Linked DNA regions of Zea mays: region 1 is linked to region 2. The links are chromatin contacts, called in public Hi-C maps. All regions are on one chromosome and are shown on one strand. Each heading gives the region's core, a stretch centred on a gene start, on an enhancer-like site or on the middle of the called end of the contact. The rest is flanking DNA. Distances are from core to core; before and after follow the strand shown. Region 1 has its middle 12 kb from the start of LOC118476825. Region 2 holds the start of LOC103651374 (homeobox-DDT domain protein RLT2).

Region 1 (4,898 bases), core at 910-3,409, 64 kb after region 2:
CAATCACATCGTGGCAGAAGCTGAATGATATGCTAGTCACCAGCTTCCAGGGCTTTCAAATGAAGTCAGTCACTGCTTAAGCTCTATTCCAATGCACACAAGACCGCGAGATCGTCATCGAAGCCATGATCAAGGGCTCCGACCAGGACCGACAACACAATATTTTGCAAGGAAGCCACCACAAACCCTGGAGAAGCTTCTCTAGAAGATGGATGAGTATATCCGAGCTGACAATGATTTTCGCCAGAGAAGGGAGGTAGCTTACAGGTATTCTAAGATGACTAGGGGCTTCGGAGTAAGACTCTACCCCAGGCATGTCAGAACAATCCACAATCCCAACACAAATGATGACAGGGCAAATCACACCAGAACAGCCAGCAAAGCTCACAATCTTCAGGAATGCAGCAAACTTCCTACAGGCCATCAGCCCCGAGAGGCAGAGGATGGAGAAGTTTTGGAGGAAGATTTGGCACTCAGCCCAGAAGATTGTTCAGCTTATTCTGTGGGGAGGATAAGGGACACACAACAAGGACGTGTCAAGTCACGATCCAAAAGCAGAAGGAGATCGCTGAGGCCGAAGCGCGACAGAATCAGTCGAAACAGGTCTTGCATACTGTTTCATGCTACTCGTCATATATCCCTTAATATGTGGGCAACCAACAACCCACGACATTGGTTGCTTCGGCGAGTCATTATCAAGCTGTCTGGGTTCAGTTACCACCACCATCACTGGTGCCTACATTGGTTCATAATCAGTAGCCAGAAGGGCATCGTCAGGCGCAAAAACAACGTGATACTCGGGAGGAGTCTGAAGCTCGCACAGTAAATAACACTGTGTCCGAGTCAAGACACATCTACTAACGTAACCCGGGGGATAGGCTAAGTTGTAACATTTTCTTTTCTCATTTTTAATAAAATCTCAGTAGGGGCTCTCCCTCCTGAATCTTAAAAAACGTAACCCGGGGATTTGACCAGAAAAGTTTCTAATTCAATGTATTTTTACCCTCTAGTTCATGTCGCTGTAGTGGCGTTGTTTTGCCCTTTGGTATGTTTGACCTATTGTTTTTTTTTGCATGGGGCCATGTTGTGGTTTCCATCAGTTTTGTTCGACGAGAGAAGACGTCACTCGTTGTATGCTGCAACTCAACGTCGAGGTGTGTAGCAGCCATTGTATGATGGCATCACTGTTTTTTCCTTCACTCTAACAAAGTTCAGGAGATATTAACTATGTCAGAGATTTGAGCAGAACATGGGTGTTTCTGCGGAAAAAAATTTGGTGCAGCACTGCTGCAAACCAGAGTGTTTACAACTCCTCACAAAAAAAATGGATAGACCCCACCTGCAGGTCCATCAGATAACGTTTTAGTTGTATTATTGCTGCTGCGGGTGGGGTCTATACTCTTTTTTGTGAGGGGCTGCAAACACTCTAGTTTGCAGCAGTGCTGTAGCAATTTTTTTTCCGTTTCTGCCGATGTGGAAGGGGAGGGATCTGCAGTCCGAAGGGTAGTAAGCTACAGTTTTTTGCTGTTCGCTGCCATTTTACATGCTCCTTCAATCAAAACAGGATCAAAACTGACACAAGATGGGAGTTATATTTTTTTAAAAGGTTTGCGGCGAGACAAACATGGAGAATTTCGGTGCTGCAGTTTCTCGTTTGCGCTTCCAGCTGTTTTAACGCACATTTGGGTAACAGCGGGAACAGTAACCAGTGGTGCCTAAATGTATAAAGCGTACGCCGCGCCTACGGTTAGACTATGACCGTCGGCAACAGCAAGTTCATAACTATATATGGCGTATGGCTTTATTTTTCTTCTATGGGGATAATTGGACATGCCAAGAATCAAGAGATCCCTTGCTATTGCGACCAAAAGCCGATGCCCCCGTTGATCTGTAAATGCTTTGACGATCACATGCAGACGAATCGTCCTTTCAAAAAAAAGGTAGAAGAATCGTGGTGTTAGCTGGTACTCCCTCCGTTCCAAGTTCTAAATTACAAGATAGATGCAACACTGACATCGCAACCTGGACATCTCTGTATTTGCTGGTCATTTTCTGCAACTCTTGTTTTTTTGTTTTCTGAAAAAGGCAGGATAGAAGGAAGCTTTGCTATAAAAAGGAACCACGGAAGCTGAGGAAGGGCTCAATATTTATGGGCCGATCTTCTGTTGATCAGAAGCCCAAGCCCAAGCCATGTGGCTATCTGAACAGTTAACTTATCCTTTTAGCAAATGAATAGAGATTTCATTAGCTAGGTTACAATAGGCGACCACCGCCTAAGCTGTTTTTGTTTTTTTATCTTCTTAGAGCAACTCCAGTAGTTCTCTAAAAGACTTGCTAAATCAATAATTTAGGTAGTTAACATGAAAACTATTCTCCAACAGTTCTCTAAATGAACTTTCTAAATTTAACAACTTGTAATCTAACCTCATTTTCTCTCTACATTTGGCAACCATTTAACAACTCCCTAAACAAAAATGTTGACTGCATTACATAGTTTTTGTGACTTATTTTTTTATGTGGATAAATGCAAAATAAAATTACAACCTATATTTAGAGAACTATTGGAGAACTCACATTTTTTTACTCTAAAAGCCATTTAGCAACTTCTTAAATCTGTGATTTAGAGAGCTACAATTTACATAACTATTGGAGTTGCTCTTAGGTTGTTTTCAACTATTCCCCTTCCAACCCTTTCATACTTTCTACTCATATTTAAATATCTCTCCCTGTTTCACCTCCTCTCTACCCCCTTCTTACTTTCTATTCATATTAAACTCGAAAATGATTAATTTCGCAATTATTATTATTGATTATTGAAAGGGGAGATTAGAGCCCCTCTCCAAGGGGAAATCTCCTCTAATCTTCTCTCACCGGCATGAGGAGGGAGAGGGGGAACTGTTGGACGAACAAAGGGAGCTACCCTACACGCCGGAGAGGGGCGGGAGAAGAGAGGGTGGAACGTTGGAGAGAACATTACGTGGTCTCGTGTCTGGAATTTAGAGCATTGGGCCATTGGCAGTCGTCTCTAGCGTATGCGTGTTAAATAACCAGCTGAAACATAGGGCGTCTTTGGTTCTCTGTACGAGCTTGTTTTGATAGTGAATTGAAGACGATGAAATTTCTTGATAGCCAAAATTAAATAGAAATGAATTCAATTCAGCAATCCTCGTGCAATCGAACAAGGCCTACGAGAGCCAACCAGGCTTGTCTATGCAAACAACAAATGATTGGTTGGGGGTGCGTGCGTGTTCTAGTCATATTGATCCTGTGTGAAAGAGTCATGCGACTGTCTCCCCGATCCCCATATGATATTTCCCTCCGTTGCTATGGCCTATGGAGCCTGACCGGATGGTGCCAGCAAGCGCGCAACATCGGTTTGAGAGGCTGGCACTACTCTAAAGTCGGTGCATCATGGGAACCAAATAACAACCCTACTAGATCAATCTCATACTATACGATGGATCAAACAGAACCAATGCGTCCAGCATGGTTGTTAAGCTGTCTTCATTAGATCATGCATGATTGTGTCAAACTATATATTGCACTATTCACAAAGTAAAGTTCAAAATAGAATATAAATGAAAGTTAAGATGCGTAAGCTGCTAGAGACAGCCATAGAGGATTGGCTTGCTGGCACAATTGCTCAATCCTGTCTGCCCTCCGAGGGGAACCAGATGCGCCCATAACTGATGCAAAAAGAGCATATCAGCTTGTCTTTGATAAGCTCCAGAAGAACAATGCAGATAAGCATTGCTTCCATCCTCCAAGATAAAGAGAAGACAAAGATCATATGCTTGCATGCATGCATGTCTTGCGCATATATGAGACCACAAAGATCACGGGCACAATCCACTTTAGTCTCCGACAAGTAAAATGCTTTTCTTAAGACAAAAAACCTCCTGCAGTGGCCCCAGCTGCTCATCCCAGCATCATCTTTAGCTGACGGCCGGCACCACAGTTACCAGCAGTCCAGCACAGCACACTGCGGCAGCGTTCCATTTAGCAATCACCAGGAGGCGTCTGTGGGGGGAACAGCGTAAAGTCGCCGAGAGACGACAGCGCACGGCTTTAATCATGTGGATCTTCCTTTCCCATCCATCTCGCATCATAGCGTGATCATGTGTGTGCAAGGCCGGCCCTGAGCCTATGCGACGAAGGCGACGCCCGGGGGCCCAAAACTATTAGGGGTCTAATATTTAGTATCTATAACACCATATAATACACCAGTTTACACTTTACAAAACTCATTCAACCAAATAACTCACACACCTATAATATTTACGAAATCCATCAAACAAATTGCACACATATTTAACATAACATCAAAATCAACGGTTCAGATCGTTGAATAACATCATCTCTTTTGCTCACTCAAATCTAATGAACAATATTATTTGATCATCCTTTAGCCTTCCTGTTGAGCACCAAATTGAGCGCGCGGACGGTCCGGCCCTGAGGCCGGACGGTCCACGGTCCGGACAGTCCGCGCCTGTGGGCCGGACGGTCCGCGCGTGCGCAGAACAGATTAGGGTTCCGAGTTTTGTGCTACGGTTGTTAGCTAAAATCAGGGGATAAGCTCGGAAATTAGTTTGTAAAGGGTCCAGCCCCCCTCCTCTATAAATAGAGAGGTATACGGCCGATTTGTAATCATCAATCGAATCAATACAACTTCTATTTCGCATTTTATCCTAGGAGTAGTTCTAGTCTAGTTTAGGTTTAGCTATCCAATCCCCAAATTCTTCGTCTCTCTTCGGCTCTACGTCGATTAGAGGAGTCTAGGTCGGCCAGCCCGAGCCTAGACACAACCTAGGATCTCTACTCCCCGACGGGGTCCCTCCCGGGAGCGAGATCCAGGCGCCGTCGGCGATCTTCCGCCGTCCCTGCGTACGCGCGGACCG
Region 2 (5,096 bases), core at 201-2,700:
ATCGGTGCACCAAAGGCGCCAGGAGGAAGGGGATCAAAATTAACGCCAAGCGCTGGACCATCCTCCCTCAATGGTTCCCCGAGCTGTGACTCCACAGAATTAATCACACGGAGCTCATATTGCGTGAGCTGCATCGACGGGATAGGCGGCGCTATCATAATTGGTGGTGGCTCGTAATACCTCCTCCCAATATCCGGCATGGAAATCCTGGGGACTGCTGAGGACCGCCCACGCCCAGCACCCCTTCGCGAGTGAAGTGGGTGCAGCGGCTCATCATACGGCCCAGGAGCACCCACCACAAGGTCACTGCTTGCCAGAGGCATCACAGGTGCTGGTAACACTGGCGGTGGAGGCATCACTGGTACTAGCGCGGACTCTTCCTCCCGCCGTTGCCGCTTGGACGGTGGCTTGCGGTCCTTGAGGCGGCGGTGGCAGAACCACATTTGCAGCTGCCTGTCCGACAGCCCTATCTTCGCCGACAGCTCCAGCCGCATAGCTTCCGACGGGTACTGCTCCACTGCAGCAAACCAAAAACCCCCGGAAATGCTCAATCGATAAAGCACCCAAAAATCCAGGGTGGGGAAGAACACAAAACACTTCATCGAAATCCACGAACCCGCATAGGTCTTCTCCAGAACCTCGAGCTGGTAGGGGGTCTTCATCATCCGCTTCACCGGCTTCTCCCCCGACCCTGAGGTCCCCGTGGCCGCCCCAGGCGCAGAAGCCGGGACCGGGGACGGGACCGCCACTGTTGACGCCGGTGGCAGGGTCGCGGCCTCGGCAGTGCTCTCCAGCGCCGCCTTCCCGGCGCCGTCCTCGTCCCCGCCGGCGTCCATGGCGGCGATCGACGGCCTTGAAACCTAGATCCGAGCACCTTCTGCAAAGCAAGGCGCAGAAACTTTTCTCACCCCACCTCGTAGCGTCTGCCCGCACCAAATGCCTCGCAGTCGCTATTATACCCCGCGTCGCGGAGCGAGGGGGTGGAAAAAGGAGAATCGATGTGCGGCTGGATCCCCGTGGCGAAGAATACCCAGCACCGATGGCTTGAACTGGGAGGAGGAAAAGGAATAATGACACCACCAAAAACAATTACTTGAACACCACGAACACCGCCGCAGCGGATGGGGTGGTGGGTGAGGCGACGAAGAAGGGAAAGGATAGGGGTGTGGCGGAGATTGGCGAAGCCGCAAGCCAGGAACAGCAGCAACGGGCGTGTGGCGACTGCTCGAACTGGGATTATTACCCACGCGCTGCGGAGATGGGGATTGGGTTCGGATCGCTGCTGCCATTGTGTGCAGCCAATAAAAACCAAACCCCCTTTTTTCCTCTCCGCCCCCGTTCGTTCCCTTTTCGCCTGGGGGGTGCTGGCTGAGAGGCTCAGGCTTCGTATTTCTTTTGTTTTGTTTTGTTTTTTCTCCGTGGGAGAGTGGAGTCTGGAGTGTGTTTTGTGTTGCGCGGCAGCTGCTGTTGTGGTCGAGCAGTCGAGCTGCTGCTGCTGCGCGACGAGGAAAGGAAATTAAAAAGGAATATCTGGATCGATGGAGAGAGTTGGATGGGACGGAATAATTAGCAGCGTGGGTAGCTGCCCTGGTGCTCGGATTTCTTGGGGTTTGATCTTTGCGGAGCGGTGGTGGGCTTTTTGTGCTTTTGACTGGCTAGCTGGGTTCTGGTGGGAAATTTGCGACCTGGATTTGGTGCTTTGGGGGTGGATGGATTTGGACGTTTGGTCCGCGTGTGTGTTCATAGGATTGTTCCTCCTGCACGAGGGGATGGGTCAAGCGCGCTTGAACTTGGCCGGATCCTCTGTTGCCTTGGACTTTGCGACCTGCCTGTTCGGCTAGCAGGGAGCCGGGAGCCCGGGACCGGGACGGACTGACGGACACCACCACTCCAGCTTCTGAGCCTGTGCCTGTGGGCACGTGGCTGGTGGCGGGGCCGTCCTTCGGAGGTTTGCCAGCCGCGCTGGTGTGTATCAGACGGACAGACGGCTCTGTGTTAGCAGTGGGAGACCACTCTTCTCCAGTCTCCAGGACGGATCGCTGTCGCTGAACTGCGACTCGTAATGCTGCTGCAGCAGCCAGACCGCTGGTGGGTCAGTGCACAAACAAAAGTTCGGCCCTCGAATCGAATGCCCGACATGAACGATGAACCCGACACCGGGTCCGGGTGTATCATGCTCCATTCTCGATTATCAGTGCTGGAGTTGAAGACAAACAGGAAAAATTGTCAAACTGATTGTTAGGGTCTCCCACTCCCGAATGTCCTAAAAACATAATTAATCATTGGTTTCAAGTATGATATAGGTTGTTGTAGCAAGCTTCATCTTTAGAATGGAGTTATAATGAAGACATACGGGATGAAGATGTGATCTGGAGATGATAAGAATGAACGCCGAAGTTATTGCCAAATAGCAACAGCTTCAACTTATAATGGTGGTAAAAACTGAAGATGATGCTAGCTGAAATGGAAAAGACTGTTTAGTCCTTAATGATTCATGTCATGGTTATAAGTAAATGTCAGGGACATAAATGTGAATTTTACCTAGGCTGCGTCTCGTGTCTATAAATAGATGAACAGTAGTATTGTACTGTTCACGCTGAATTGTAATCACTCTTACGTCAGCACCTTCGAGTTGTTGGATTTATTATGGGCTTGGTCCATTTAGGGCCTGTTTGTTTACCCCAATGGATTATATAATCTGGATTATTTTTGGAGGATTATATAATCTGGATTATATAATTTGGATTATATAATCTGAGTAGTCTTGTTTGTCTACCTAGATTATCTGGCGTGTTTCTGTTGGGCGGCGGGCTTCTCCGATCCGATAGGCGCAAAAACGATTCAGTAGATTATAATGGCAATGGTGGGTAATTTCTAGGAAACTTGAAAGGGTAATGGGGAAGTGGGAAAAAAATAATCTGAAATAAGCACCTCCTCACTTGCTTATGGATTATCATAATCCAATGGGTTAGATTATATAATCTGGGCAAATAAGCTAGACTGTTTGTTTACCTCTTAAGATTATTTAATCCAGATTATATAATCTGGGGGTAAACAAACAGGCCCTTAATCAATAAACTCTATAGTGTGTAATTGTGGACAATATCAATAGTACCCTATTGGAATTTCAATGGTCGTTGGCTTGACTTATATGGTGGGAATTATTCCACTTAATTTGAGAAGTTAAGAAACGAACAGGGTGTGCCACACGCGCGCGCGTCGCCGCCGTCGGCCGGGCTCGGGCGTGGCGAGGCAGGCGGCGAGCGGGTGTTAATTTTTAGCACTCATTAACCGCGGGAGTTTCAACTCCGGGTTAAACCTTTTAGTTGCCCGTCTCTTGAATAGCCGCATGCGAGACCTTTCTCCTTCAGCTTTCCTTCTGCGATGAGGTTAAAAAGGGGAGAACTCTTGTCGCTTAACACACACAAGCAGAACTCTTTCAGAATCACAGACCTTTCTCTTTCAGCTTCCCTTCTGCGATGAGGTTAAAAGGGGGAGAACTCCTGTCGCTTGACACACGCGAGCAGAACTCTTTCAGAATCACAGTCCAGCTGCAAGTGTGGGTATTTTCATCTCGTAACTCTACGCGTGCAGAGAAGCGAGAGGGCAGGTGTCTCCGAAGCCCTTGTCGTTCGCGACCTTGCACGGGGAATCATCAATTAGGTTTTTGGGGAGCGTCTACGCGACTGTCCAAACATCCTTTCTGGTAAACATCTTCTTCCTGGCGTCTTCATCTCGTACGACATGACAAGAGAAGTTGGACAAGGATCAGAATCCTCGGAGCGCATGGGAGGATATGATCAATTCAGCTCCTTATTGTTTTACGTTCTCCAGATTATATATGTTTCATATGTTTATCTATGTTGTTTCGTATGTAGCCATGAATTTATCCAAACTGTTATGTCATATCATATCATGACATTTCTTATGCCTGCTCATGCTAATAATATACCATATCTGTTTGTCTTAATTTTACAGTCATGTTGTTTATATCGCTATCTATTTATTTTCAGTTGTTCCATCATGATGCATGTACCATGTTTATATGCTTATTATATTTATATGATTCATATGTTTTATGTTCTCATGTTCCATATTATTATGGATATATTTGACATCATGATTTCTATAATTAATCATCTTTTATATGTCATCACCATAATGTTAATTTATGGAATTAAAATGATATGGAAAATGCCTATATTTCTAACATTCCAAAAACCTAATGTTAGGCATTTTTTCTATCAGAGGTTTTGCTGTTGTGCTAAAGTCTGATCCTTTTGATGGTAAAAACTTCTTGATTTGGAAAGTTAAGATGTAATTGTGGCTTATTGCAATGTCTTGTTATCATGCCGCTGAGGGCAAGCATGTCAACTTACCTCGTGAGGATGAGGCTAAGTTTAAGGCTGATGACAACCTCTTTCGAGGAGCAGTAATTAACGCACTTGATATAAAATTCCAGAAAAGCTATATCATCCTTCCTACATGGAAAGAGTTGTGGGATGCACTTGTTGGAAAGTTTGGAGTAACTGACGCTGGTAGCGAGCTGTATCTCATGGAGCAGCTGTATGACTACAAGATGGTTGAGAACCGATCTGTAGTGGAAGAGGCCCATGAGTTTCAAGCACTAGCTAAGGAACTTGAGCTTTTTCCTTGTCCTCTACCTAACAAGTTTGTGGCTGGCGGTATAATCGCCAAGTTGCCACCTTCTTGGAAGGACTTTGCTACCTCTCTCAAACATAAGAGATAATTCAATGTGGAAGAGCTCATTGGTACTCTTGATATTGAGGAAAGGGCTAGAACAGAGGACAATGGAAAAGGTGTTGATACCTCTACTACTAATTTGGTGCAAAAGAGAAACTTCCGCAAGTTTAACAAGAAGAAAAATCAGAACAAACAAGAGAACACAAATAAACCTGTTCAAACAACACAATTTAAAAAGAAGAAGAAGAACAAGGGAAAGGGAGGATGTTTTGTTTGTGGCAGTGATCAACATTGGGCTAGAGAGTGCCCTGATCGCAAGTTCACACAGGACAAGAAATCAGCTAATGTTGTAACCACTGAAACTGGAGATGGAACATCTGGGTATAGTAATT

The links. Hi-C and Micro-C count contacts between places; a contact is called where the count stands out from the background.
Region 1: a contact with region 2 is called in a Hi-C map of ear, with 3 times the contacts expected there. The contact joins the enhancer-like site here to the promoter of LOC103651374 in region 2. A contact is called at or near these places in 7 of 25 Hi-C or Micro-C datasets (ear, endosperm, leaf and 2 more) and 1 of 3 datasets of contacts at active chromatin or transcription factors (leaf).

The regions. Positions count from the first base shown.
Region 1 is chr3:215,795,477-215,800,374 of Zm-B73-REFERENCE-NAM-5.0, forward strand. No RefSeq gene overlaps it. Among protein-coding and RNA genes, the nearest start is that of LOC118476825, 12 kb to the right of the region's middle. Within about 2 kb of position 2,160, at least 7 of the 20 cell types and tissues checked have an H3K27ac peak or open chromatin away from gene starts, as enhancers often do. A contact at or near this core is called in ear, where this site is marked.
Region 2 is chr3:215,731,763-215,736,858 of Zm-B73-REFERENCE-NAM-5.0, forward strand. LOC103651374 (homeobox-DDT domain protein RLT2) reads right to left here and starts at 1,451. Exons shown (of 18, transcript XM_008676999.4): 1 at 617-1,451; 2 at 1-517. The coding sequence starts at 836.